4 separate regions of the Mus musculus genome follow, and all the other regions are linked to region 2. Evidence: chromatin contacts called from public Hi-C and HiChIP or PLAC-seq data. All regions are on one chromosome and are shown on one strand. Each heading gives the region's core, a stretch centred on a gene start, on an enhancer-like site or on the middle of the called end of the contact. The rest is flanking DNA. Distances are from core to core; before and after follow the strand shown.

Region 1 (2,700 bases), core at 13-2,512, 180 kb before region 2:
GGATTAATAAGAGAGCACTTAATTTGTTTAATAGCACCAAGAGATATCCTGAGAAAACCACTCTGGCAGACAGGTCCATGTGAATACAGAGGAGAAAAAAAAAAAAAAAAAAGATGTGTGTCCTGATCCCTCTTGTGTGTTCTGTAGCATTTATACAACCCTTCTTGGGGTAACTTGGTGATATGTATTAAAATGCAACCTGAATGGGGATAAAGCTCGGGTAGTCGAGCATTCGCCTAGCATACATAAAGCCCGAATAAGAAAGCATAAATTGCGTATAGTGGCACAGACTTGTAATTCCTGCATTGAGAAGTACAGACAGGAGGGTCAGGGATTCAAGGTCATCCTCAGCCACAATGTACGTTTAATGCCAACCTGGAGTACACGAGACCCTGTCTTAAAGCTAAAGGGAAACATGACAGGAAAGAGGAAGGTCACGTGACTGGAGAAATGGCTCAGTGGTTAAGGGTGCTGAACCTGTGTTCAGTTCCCAGCACCCACGTAGGGAAGCTCACAAAGTCTTGTACCTCCAGTTCCAGAAGACCTAACACCCTCTCCTTGTCTCCATAGACACATGAACACACACACAGAGAAAGAGAGAGAAACATACATACAAATAAATGATAAATCATTTTAAAAGGACGTGGACAGAGATGGCGATATCCAAGGTAGGCGGCTTCCTTATTCCCCTCTTCCAGCCTTGTCCTGTGCCCATCCAAGGGCCACCTGGCAGCTGAGAAGGAGCCACAAGTCGTAAGTGTACCCTACTTCGTAGACGCAGGTGAGAAGAAAATATGGATCTTTTAAACACTGAGTCAAATCCAGAGAGATGGAGCCAACTGCAGCTTGGGCTGACCGCAGCCTCTCACCTAGATGGAAATTAGAGGTGAACATAAAGGCAGAGGCAGCCTCTCCAGCAAGAAAAACAGACAGAGAAAACTTGCTGAGCATCAAGGACAGATCGTATCCAAACCATTAAGTGGGCAGGTAATACGATGTTCAAACATAACTGGATTTCTTAGCTTCAATCACTGCAATCTCTCTAGGGTGGGAAAAAAAAAAAAAAAAGAGCCTGTGTTTTTTTCCTTATCTGTTCCCATGTCTGGGTTGTCAGAGTTAGCAGTGAGCTCTGCAGCCTGGAATATGTTCTCCATTGTGCTCTTTCTGTGAAGAAAATTACAATGTGAAAAGGAAGGGGGTGGAGAGGAACATTACATTCTAAACAGTCTCGGGGAGATAATTGCAAAGTCTCCTTGGCGCTCTCCTCCTTCCCCCTCCCTCCCTGCCTCCTCCAACTGTTCTTCTGCCTCTAGGCCCTGGCACTAGGCCTGCCTTACAACTGTGACTGCAGATAGACCAGGATGCTGGGTCAGCTGGGGCTTCCCCACAGTGAGTGGGCCAGCTGCTTTCTATCTTCCCTGGGCAGCGTGGCATCCACACATTACTGCCAATGAGGGTCACTCAGAGACTTTTGTAAGAGGAAGGATGGTCAGTAAATGTTCTTTTTCTCGGTTTTCTCGGTCGTTTGGGTTATTTATCCTCGGCAGGGCATGATTTGATTCAAATGTGATAATTTCAGGATCTCCGGAGCCACATTCATCACTGTAGATCAAGTCTCCCCTACAGGGTTCAAACGCTGCTCAAGCACTGGGATTCCCAGTTTCATTTAGGACCCTTAAGCATCCTAGGAGGTGTTCTAATCTTGATCTCCATGTGAGAGACTGGACACTGAATCTTTGTGAGTTCAAGTTACTATCTGTTAGTTTGCTTTCTGTTACTGAGATGGAACACCATAACCAAAAAACATCTTAGGGTAGGAAAAGGTTTATCTAATCTTAGAGTTTACAGTCTCATGAAAGGAAGTTGGGGCAAGAACTCAAGACAGGAACCTAGAAGCAAGAATTGAAGCACGGGTCTTAGAGGAATGAATGATGTTTATTGGCTTACTCCTCATGGCTTGCCAAGACTGCTTTCTTGTACCACTCACGACCACATATCTGGGGTTAGCACTGCCCACAGTTGGTTGGACCCTCCCACACCAATCATTAATCAAGAAAACGCCCCACAGACTTGCCTACAGGTCAATCTGAGGGAAGCATTTTCTCAATTGAGGTTCCTCTTCATAGTCAATTCTAATTTGTGTCCAGCGAAGCAGCACAAGTTCCACACTCGAGTTCACAGGCTATTAAGTGATGGATCCAAGGTCTTGGGCCAGATCTTGCTCATTTCTGCCCTAATGCACCTGTTTTCTAGAACTGATGACGGTGGTAGGAGTCCTCAATGTCTTTGGATACTCATACCAAGAGAGAAAAGTTGACTAAGCTATTTTTAGAAGAGAACTGGTCTCCTGATGAATGAGATGCTCTAAGGAAGTGGAAATGATCCATGCCCGAGAGCATCCATGAAGACCTTTGCATTTCAAACATGGTGGGAACAAAGCCTGCCAAGCCACTAACAGGTGCTAGAACCCCTACTTATTATGATTATCCCCTCCTCCCCTGTACACAGCTTGGAAGAAACCACAACAAAGAAAAGGGGAGGAGTAGAGGTAGGGAAGAGAAAAAAAAAGAAGAAAGGGGCTGGGGAGGTAGCTCAGCCACTGAAAGCATCAGAAACTGACTTCAGTCTCTACGGTTTGGATATGAAGCTGGGCGTGGTGGCCCAGGCTTATAGTCCTGTAGAAGAATAGACAATAGCATA
Region 2 (2,902 bases), core at 131-2,630:
AGACTGCTTGACTAACATGTACTAGGTCTTAGATTCAACATATGAAGAATAGAGAAAGGGGCACAAAAACAAAAATAAATAAAATTAAAAATTAAAAAAAAAAGAAAGAAAGACAGAGGGAGACAGGAAGATAAAGGAAGGGAAAAGCCAAATCATGAACCAAGTCTCTTCTTTCAAAACTGAAAGTGGAATAAAAACAGGTTTCCTCGTTCAACATTAACTCAAAGAAGCAAACTATAATTCCTAGAAAATAATCACTAGAAAACCACCAAAGAAATATAAGCACGAGGCGGAGTAAGATATTAAATGCTGAAAAGTTCCTGACAAATGAGAACACAGAAAGTGAGTGCCTGAGATGAATGGCAGAGCATGGAGCCATATGGCTAACCCGAATCTAACCAAACCAACAATTACATTCTCTGAACCCACTAAAGATTCCAAGCAAAGGGCACCCAAGGAATGACTGTATCCTTCATATAAGACACGTACTTGATACTAAGATACAAACTGAGAAAAGATGAATGAATACAAAAGTTATCATGCTAGTAAGCAGAAGCAAGCATGAATGTCTCCATTACTATTTAGCAAAATACATATCAAGGGAGCTAGAGACACAGCTCAAGAGTTAAGTCTGTTTCCTGCTCCGGAAGAGGATCCATGATCAGTTCCCAGCACTCAGAGGGTGGCTGACAACCACCCATCGGCATGAGCAAGGAATTCACGTACATACTTGAAGGCCAAAATCTCAGACACTTTAAATGAAGTAAAAAAAAAAGATCTTAATTTTTTAAAAAAATAAACATCAACACTACCAGATACATTGACAGAACTTGATGATCAGAGAAAGGGAGAGAGGGAAAGGGAAAGAAAGGAGTGGAGAAAGGCTTATTTTAAAGCTGATTTCATGTCATTATAGTTGTCTAATATAGAAAACTATACTATGCAAAACCCCATGCTTCCTTCTCTAAATTAGCACATGCAAAGCATACATTTTACCAACATACATCTGTACTAATTTTATTAGTGTACTTTATGTCTCCCATCAGAGCAGAATTCTAAAAATAGGAGGATCTATTTTTATTGTATTTTTGTGTACTTCCAGTTCCCAATATCTAGCAGAGGACTAATATATTCTAAGTACTCAAAAAAGAAATACAGTTTGAAAGAGACATGCTTGAGTAGTACACCCATGAGCACAAGTGCTAGCAGAGAGCTGGTGACTGCATGCAGGTTCCTGAAGGCGAATCCCGCATTCTTTCCCTCTGCTCCCACATTGGAGGAAACACATCCGCCAATGGCTGTGAAACCCAGTCCCTAGCTCAGAGCCCATTCTCATGGCAGTCATAATAAAACAAGCATTTGGATGGATGAGACAGGAAATGACCAATAGCCACAGCTCAGAATGACACAGCTTTAGCTGGCAGGGGGAGGGAGGAAGGTCCTCTGGAGGGTTGAGTTTAAGGAGCCACAGGAATGTGAAGCAGGAACATTTTTAATGATTTTTCAAATGCGGTGATACAGTGTGCCTTCTAGTTATTCTCTGCTAAACTGAACAGTCACCCTACAAATTTCAACCACCATTTAGTCAGCATGATTTCTCCTTGCCTCCAAGACTCCTCTGGGGAAAGTGGTAAGTCAAACTCAACAGATGGGAGAATTAGAATGTCTCATCTCTAGAGGGAAACAGAGCCTTCAAGTGACTCATAAATACTCTAGATCCTCTGCCCAGAAAAAAAAAAAAAAAAAAAAAAAAAAAAAGCCTTTCCACAGGATGTTTTTCATGACCTTTTGATACAGCTGAGTGACTACTGTGAATAGGTCCTCGTAACAAGTGGGCTCAAGCAACGGGATGCATTTTGTAGATCCTAGCATACAGAAACGAAAACATCTCATCTAAGCATTCAAGACACAGTTGCACACAGACTCTGCCTCTGTATTATGTCTAATGTCATTTTCACTGTCTCCTAAGTAGCTTGCTTTACATATAAGCAGACAAAAGTATTTGCAGCCATCGCTGTTGAGTAAGGTATGTGGCTCAGCTGGTTAGTATCCAGCTCGGGGAGGAAATGCATGAGTAAAAAGTAATGAGATTAGGGTCTGTGCACGAGAGGAATGCTGGCTTCAATCTTGACCCTCTCCTTGCATGTGTGGTTGTGAATGCATTACGGAACAGTCCTGAACTTCTGTTTTTTATTAGTCTGGGAAGTGGAAATTAAACTACCTGCCTCGTGAGGCTTTTGTCGAAAACCAAATAAGATAATTTGGCAGAGCATTCACTGCTCTGGGCAGTAGCAGTATGATTGTTATGGTTTTAAAGCAACACTTAACACACATACATACAGGTATTCTGTAAGGCACAAAGGTAGAAAGGAGACTATGGAGATGCCCTGAAGGGGAGGGAAAGGAAGTAGGAGACGCACTAAGAGAGGATAATAAAATATATGTGATGTACAGAGAGACAGGTGAGACCAGTGGGGGGTGGTCAACAAATGGTGATATATGCAAACGTGTTACAAAGAAAATCATTTACCTTTTATGATAAGCTAATTTTTCCAATTTTCACACTTTCAAACCTTGGAGGATAACATATTTCGAGTCAAGGCAGTGATACTGGACTATGGATCTAAACTTTCAGCATGTCAAACATACTATTTCCATATGGAGCTTTGGGCTGAAAAGCCATTCTGCACAAGCCAATCTCACATTATGATGTAGAGATGGGTGTTTCCTTGCAGAGCAGATGTGGTGGTCATACAGCCAATCTCGAAGGTTTGCAACACAATTTACTTGTTTCGTGACTTGGCATTGCCAATTGCCCGTGACTGCCACCAATTGCTCCCACCCCAGGACGGGCTGGGGAGCAAATTCTGTTGGCAGCACTGCTCTCCCATCAAGAAGGAAT
Region 3 (2,717 bases), core at 140-2,639, 210 kb before region 2:
ACATGGAGAAAGAAAGGAAGAGAAAACCCATTTACTGAATAATATATATGAGAGGCATGAGAATTGAACTCTTTTCACCAAGCTCACACAGTCAAGGCTGAATCCACAATGAGACAATGTTTTGAAATAAGGACTTTCAGGAGGTAATTAAGTTTGAGCAAAGTCAACTGGGTCCTGATCTAAGTGAACTACTACTCTTATGCCAAACACCAGAGGAAAGACAATAAGAAAACAAAAGAAGGGCATTGTCTACCCATTAAAAAAAAAAATCCTATAGACACCTTATCTTGAAGATCAAGTTTCAAAAATTGTAAAATAATACATTTTCAAGTTTATGCTAACATATTTATAGAGTTTTATTACACCAGACCTGCACTAACAAAGTGTATGATAGAAATCTTTAGCTGCATAACATGGTCATAGAAAGTGATAGGGGAAAAAAAAGAGAGGTTCATATCAAGATGTCTGCTCAGCAGAAAACCTAAGGACTGGAACATAGGAACCCCATAGTCCCCAGCTGTTCCGTCATCAGAGTTCTTCTAGCACGCAGAGTGAAACTCACACTCGTGGGCTATTTCCACCTAGATCCTGCGGGCTACATATATATTAAAACCAAAGGGTCCCTTTATAGCTGGACTCTGACCAGAATCATTATTCTGTGTTTTATCACCTGCCTAGCAGAGACCCAAGAAATAATGTTCTATGGCTTGTGGCTCAATGGACTCCTCTTGCTTTCCTCATGGCCTTCTCTAGGGATAGCACTCCCTTCACAGCGTGATAAGCTTCTTCTATTTCTTCTCATCCTCCATCAACATTTCCCCCCAAAAAATGTCTCTTGCTCTATTTAACTCTATCTTAGCTCTGCATGAGCTATTCTGAGCGAGCTGAATATAGGGGCTTTGTATAGAAGCTTCCTATTGGGGCTTCTTTTATAATCATCACCTGGATATATTGTCCTAGCAACCTGAAGAGGAAATGTTTTATTCCCATGTTCTAGAACAAGAAAGTAACATGATGGAGAAGAGGGGCTTGTGCCAACATACAACAGCTGGTAATGATGAAGCCACATCCTGTCTTCTAAAGCAAAGCATCCATTTTTGTGCCTGCCTCCAGTACTTAGGAAGACTTCATTCCCCTACCCCTCCAAGCCCTTCTGCCCCTGCTTGTAAGCAGTTCTTTTGAACCTAATGGGGCTCTCATCAGGTTTCTGAAGTCACCTCTGGAGAGGAGGCTGTCAAAGTTTCAACATAAAACCTGAAACATGATCTTTATGGGGAGAAATGAGAAACCTGTTAAGGAAGCTGGGGGGGAGGGGGTACGGTGTAGATGAGCAAGGTGTCCTGCAAGTGGACCCAGCAGGCCAGTCATAACTCAGGAATGCATCGCCTCATTTATCCCCTGACCAGGAGTCCACCGGGAGCTATTGCATAAGATGAGAGCATGGTCACTAGTTACCATGTGACTAGCAATCATAGATGCATGACAAAGCAGAGAGGAATGCAGCATTTGGCACACCGTTTAGAGGACAATAAACAGGTCCTAGTGAACTTGTGCATGCTCAAAAAGCACCCAGCAACTTGGTTAAAATGGGCAAGTCTAGACTATATCTCCTCCCTGTTAGCATGCTTGCTTCTACCCCTGAAAGGTCAAAGAAGGAACTCACTCATTAGTTTTCACTGCTTTAGGACTTAACATACTATTGCTAGAAGAAGCAAGTTAAAATCAAGTCACAAAGAATTTATTTGATCACCTATTGTGCTGTCATGCTGGGTACCAAATACACGATTGAAGTAAGACTTAAGCCTTAGGAAGCTTCACTATCTGAAGATAAACAGTCTCATTAGTAGTGACTAGTGTTTGGCAGGTTAAGGACAAAGGTTCTAGAAGGATCATATCCCAGTAATAATTACTATAGTTGTTGACCTATGAACCTAAGCACTTCCTAGCCTCTCTCAGGTCTTTTGTCTTCTGCCTCCTTCCAAGCCTACTTTCATTCTTATATTGTACTGGCGGAGCACTAACAAAGTCTTTGTCATCTCCTTGATCTAAGCACATACACCCTCATCATGTTTACATTCCCATCTCTAACTGGTTTCCAATGCATGGTCTTTACTGACAGTAAGTGTTCTAAAATAAACCATAATGTAGTAGAATGTACTACTATGACTGAGTAAAATCTTAGCTGGTTTTCTTTCTTTTCCTTTTTTAATGTTTTTAAGAGTCTTACATAACACATGTTGGTGTCAAATTCACTGTGCAACAGAGGTGATACTCAAACTCCTGATCCTCTTGCCTTTATCTTCCAGGTGCTAGAATTCTACGTGTGTGCTTACTGTGCTTAGCTAATTAAAAGCCCCCATTATCCTGACTGTACAGGTAAGGAAAGTAGACATATACAGACTTCTTACATTACTCAGCATCATGCTCCAAGAAGTCCAAACTTTAGGTCATTTCACTCCTAATGGAACCCAGAAAACAATGACTGAAGGTATGACTGTACAAGGCCAGACTATAGACTGGAAAATGTGCCTCTTTAGCAGTAGGATTATTTTGAGCTTGTTATTTTAAAGCATATAGACATGAGAGTAGTTCTTTAAAAAGTAGCTGCCTTCTTATAAGAAGAGCCACATCTATAGAGGAAGTTAACTTTGAGAGAGACTCCCTCTTACCAGGAAAAAAAAAAGACCCATTAAATAAATCACTGAAGAATGAGAAAT
Region 4 (2,939 bases), core at 298-2,797, 250 kb after region 2:
CACAATGTCTTAAACCAGCCTTAATGTCTCACCAGATCCATCATGAACCTAGTTGAGTTCAAATAACCGTAAGGCACATCCTCACCTCCGAGATGTAACTAGCACACATCCAAGCACTGAGAGCAGGCCACCACGAGGTTTTTCCCAGTCATGGAGTCCATGTGACGTTTCTGATTTCCTGACAGCTTTGCTCCTTCTAAATCTTTTAAGAAGTCCCACTTGGAGCTCCAAGGATAGAAACACAAACGCTTTCCCACTGGCTAGAGCTTTAAGAAGGACTAGCTATGACCATAGGACTGTGCAAGTGAACAAGCCCAAACTTGTCACTGCCCATATGCAAAACAGGCCTGCAACATCCTACCACATGCACTTCAACAGAGACCTGCATCCTTAGCCCTCCCCAACACACAGACACACAGACAGACAAACAGACAGACAGACAGGCAAGCAGGCAGGCACACACACACACACACACACACACACACACACACACACACACATTTGGCTTTCTCTAGGTCAAATGACAACAACCCCTTAAAAACACAAGAGCAGAAAGGAAACAAAAACCTCACTTCTCCCTATACTCTCTTAAGTGATTTCTCTCCTTAAGCTTCTAGAACGTTCTGGAGAGCTCAAAAGGACAGATTATCACCCACTAGTAAACTAGTAAGAAAATCCATGATGTGTCTACACATAGGCACATGTAGCTTCATGGCTGCGCTTCCTGGAAGTCTGCACAGTTCTCCCACACCACTCATAGGTACAGCAGAAAATACTAGCCAAGAAAGGGCCAATCTAGTTAAAGCAACAAGCTATCCAAAAAGAATTAGCAAGGATGAAGGCGTGGGGGCCTTCCACGAACACAGGAACGCAATACAAAAGCACAGAAAGTTTCCTGACACAGGGAGTTTTAGGAGATCACCTTCTTTCTGCCCCGAGGGGGTGTCTCGGAGGAGGGCTGGCCAAGGATGGAGGGAGCATCACTAGACTAGACTCAGACTTCCAGTTTCGTAAATGAGGCCTCCAAACCACATCAGCGGCCCCAAATCTGCGCTGATTGCAGGGGGCGTCTCTCTCTTTTAGACCTGAGGAAATGGGCTCTTGATCAAGTGCATAAATCCAGAATTACCTCTATGTAGAGGCCATCCTGGGAAATCTCCCTCGCACCCACACTTCTCACCCACACCCAAACTCTCTGGCAATCTCGAGTCTAGTGATGAGGAAAAGTGCAAGGTTAACACGCGCTCGTGGGAATGCAAAAGCCACTTTCCTCTATCCAGACTCTGCATCCCTGGGCTCCAGAGTTTCCAGGGGATAAACTTGGAACTTACAAGAGGGTGGATCCAGCCGTGACTCCGAGGTCACCGGGGCTGCCAACATCCTTTCCACGCGGATATCCACTCGGGGGGCTCTGGGAATGCTAAGTTCGTAGCTTCTCTTCATCCTGGCCTTGCCGAGCCCGCTTGACCAGTGGGTCCATGTGCTCGGCGGCCACACGCGCTCTGCCTGGTAGAGCGCGGGGCTGGCGGGTGGCCCGTGACGTCACGGCGGCTCGCTCCCGGCCGCGGGGGAGGGGGAGAAGCGCGCGCCACCGGGCAGGCCGCGTGTGTCCCCGATCTCCTGGTGTCTGGAGGTTTCTGACCTGAGGGATCCAGCTCGCCCCTCTGCCTGCTGCCCTAGGCAATGAAGGGGCATCAAGCCTGAGAGGAGAACCGCATGGAGGTGGCGTGCCACTGAGGCTGCTTAATGCCCAGATGGCCCTAGTAGAGAGCACACTCTGTCAGTCCTGGGCTGGGAGGTTCTAGCTGCACTCAAACCTAGGTCCTACATAGGTCCCACACAGCCTGGGGCTATGCCCAGGCGAGGTCAACTAGCTTTCCCACCTCCCCTCCCCACCCTCCCCTCCCCCACACTATTCCTTTTTAAGGTAGACATCCCATCCCCCTTCACCTTGAAGCTTAGCAGTCTTCCCACTTTTCGGATAGGGAAGGAGACTCCAGTGAATTAAAAGGACCAAACTGCTCAGAAAATAGGTCAGTAGTTCCTACAGAAGACCCCCCCGAATCTGTTCTATTTCAGAACTCTCATCTGAGAGCAGTCCTGGGTACCATCCATCATCTGTGGTTCTGGAGAGAAGGACGTACTAAGCAAACTCTAGCTGAGAGAGGACCACCTGTCTGCAGCATCCTCCATTCTTGGTCCGTACAGGGTATTACACTAACCTCTCAAATGTGCAAAAGCCTCTGCAAAGAACGAAGGCTGGTGTGAAAGGCACGCGTATACCACGATATTCTTTTCGCTGTATTCAATCCAGCACCGAACAGGTGCACGTCTCTAGTACCATTTAGTCAAGCGCGGCAACGTGCTACAACCAGAAAGGGGAATGAAAGATGAGGTAGACTCAGATCCTAGAGGGAAACCGGAGTCCTGTGGAAAGCGGGTTGCATAACTAGGTGATACCAGGATCGCGGAAAGTAACGCGGGTCCACTCTTCTCTCAGCACACTATACCTCACTTTATTTCAATCTCTCAGAGAGTCTTTATCTCCTCCCTCCCTCTACGTTCCCCCTTCAATGTCTTCACTTTCATTACTTCTTAGCCACATGAAGATGTCTCTGTTGAAGAGAAAATTTACCATACTCGTGTGTGCCAGTGCGATATGCACGGATAATCGCGCTGTGTGTGGTTGGTTTCCACCCTGAGAGTGACCGAACAGATCTTCCGATTATCTCCTTCAGATTATCTCCTTCTTGTGCTAGAGAGTGAAGAGGGTTCTGAATTCTATGTCTGTATGTGCTTTCGATGTGTCAGACATTTCCCAAACCACCTGCTGCGACCTTGGGGAGAAGCAACCACAGGCTCTCAGAGGCCCAGTTTTAAAGACAACTTCAGTAACAAATCCCTGAAGATGCCACCTGCTCCTTCCAGTTAGTCCTGTA

What was found. A called contact is a pair of places that touch in the nucleus more often than the background predicts. HiChIP or PLAC-seq counts read pairs in DNA pulled down with a chosen protein or histone mark.
Region 1: a contact with region 2 is called in a Hi-C map of the N1E-115 cell line, with 4 times the contacts expected there. The contact joins two enhancer-like sites. A contact is called at or near these places in 5 of 484 Hi-C or Micro-C datasets (B cells, the N1E-115 cell line, adipose-derived mesenchymal stem cells and 1 more) and 1 of 115 datasets of contacts at active chromatin or transcription factors (Th17 cells).
Region 3: a FOXA1 HiChIP or PLAC-seq map of pancreatic cancer cells shows a contact between it and region 2. The contact joins two enhancer-like sites. A contact is called at or near these places in 1 of 15 datasets of contacts at CTCF or cohesin (the NIH/3T3 cell line), 3 of 484 Hi-C or Micro-C datasets (the N1E-115 cell line and nephron progenitors) and 1 of 115 datasets of contacts at active chromatin or transcription factors (pancreatic cancer cells).
Region 4: an H3K27ac HiChIP or PLAC-seq map of embryonic fibroblasts shows a contact between it and region 2, with 14 read pairs. The contact joins the promoter of Pvt1 here to the enhancer-like site in region 2. A contact is called at or near these places in 1 of 15 datasets of contacts at CTCF or cohesin (the NIH/3T3 cell line), 7 of 484 Hi-C or Micro-C datasets (the N1E-115 cell line, adipose-derived mesenchymal stem cells, bone marrow-derived macrophages and 4 more) and 4 of 115 datasets of contacts at active chromatin or transcription factors (the NIH/3T3 cell line, the SCID.adh cell line, embryonic fibroblasts and 1 more).

The regions. Positions count from the first base shown.
Region 1 is chr15:62,461,438-62,464,137 of GRCm38.p6, reverse strand. No RefSeq gene overlaps it. Among named protein-coding and RNA genes, the nearest start is that of Gm41333, 210 kb to the left of the region's middle. Within about 2 kb of position 1,262, at least 64 of the 459 cell types and tissues checked have an H3K27ac peak or open chromatin away from gene starts, as enhancers often do. A contact at or near this core is called in the N1E-115 cell line and uterus, where this site is marked.
Region 2 is chr15:62,285,974-62,288,875 of GRCm38.p6, reverse strand. No RefSeq gene overlaps it. Among named protein-coding and RNA genes, the nearest start is that of Pvt1, 250 kb to the right of the region's middle. Within about 2 kb of position 1,380, at least 75 of the 459 cell types and tissues checked have an H3K27ac peak or open chromatin away from gene starts, as enhancers often do. A contact at or near this core is called in the N1E-115 cell line, the NIH/3T3 cell line, bone marrow-derived macrophages and 5 more, where this site is marked.
Region 3 is chr15:62,499,878-62,502,594 of GRCm38.p6, reverse strand. No RefSeq gene overlaps it. Among named protein-coding and RNA genes, the nearest start is that of Gm41333, 170 kb to the left of the region's middle. Within about 2 kb of position 1,389, at least 61 of the 459 cell types and tissues checked have an H3K27ac peak or open chromatin away from gene starts, as enhancers often do. A contact at or near this core is called in the NIH/3T3 cell line and pancreatic cancer cells, where this site is marked.
Region 4 is chr15:62,036,594-62,039,532 of GRCm38.p6, reverse strand. Pvt1 (Pvt1 oncogene) reads right to left here and starts at 1,547. Exons shown (of 5, transcript NR_132747.1): 1 at 1,332-1,547.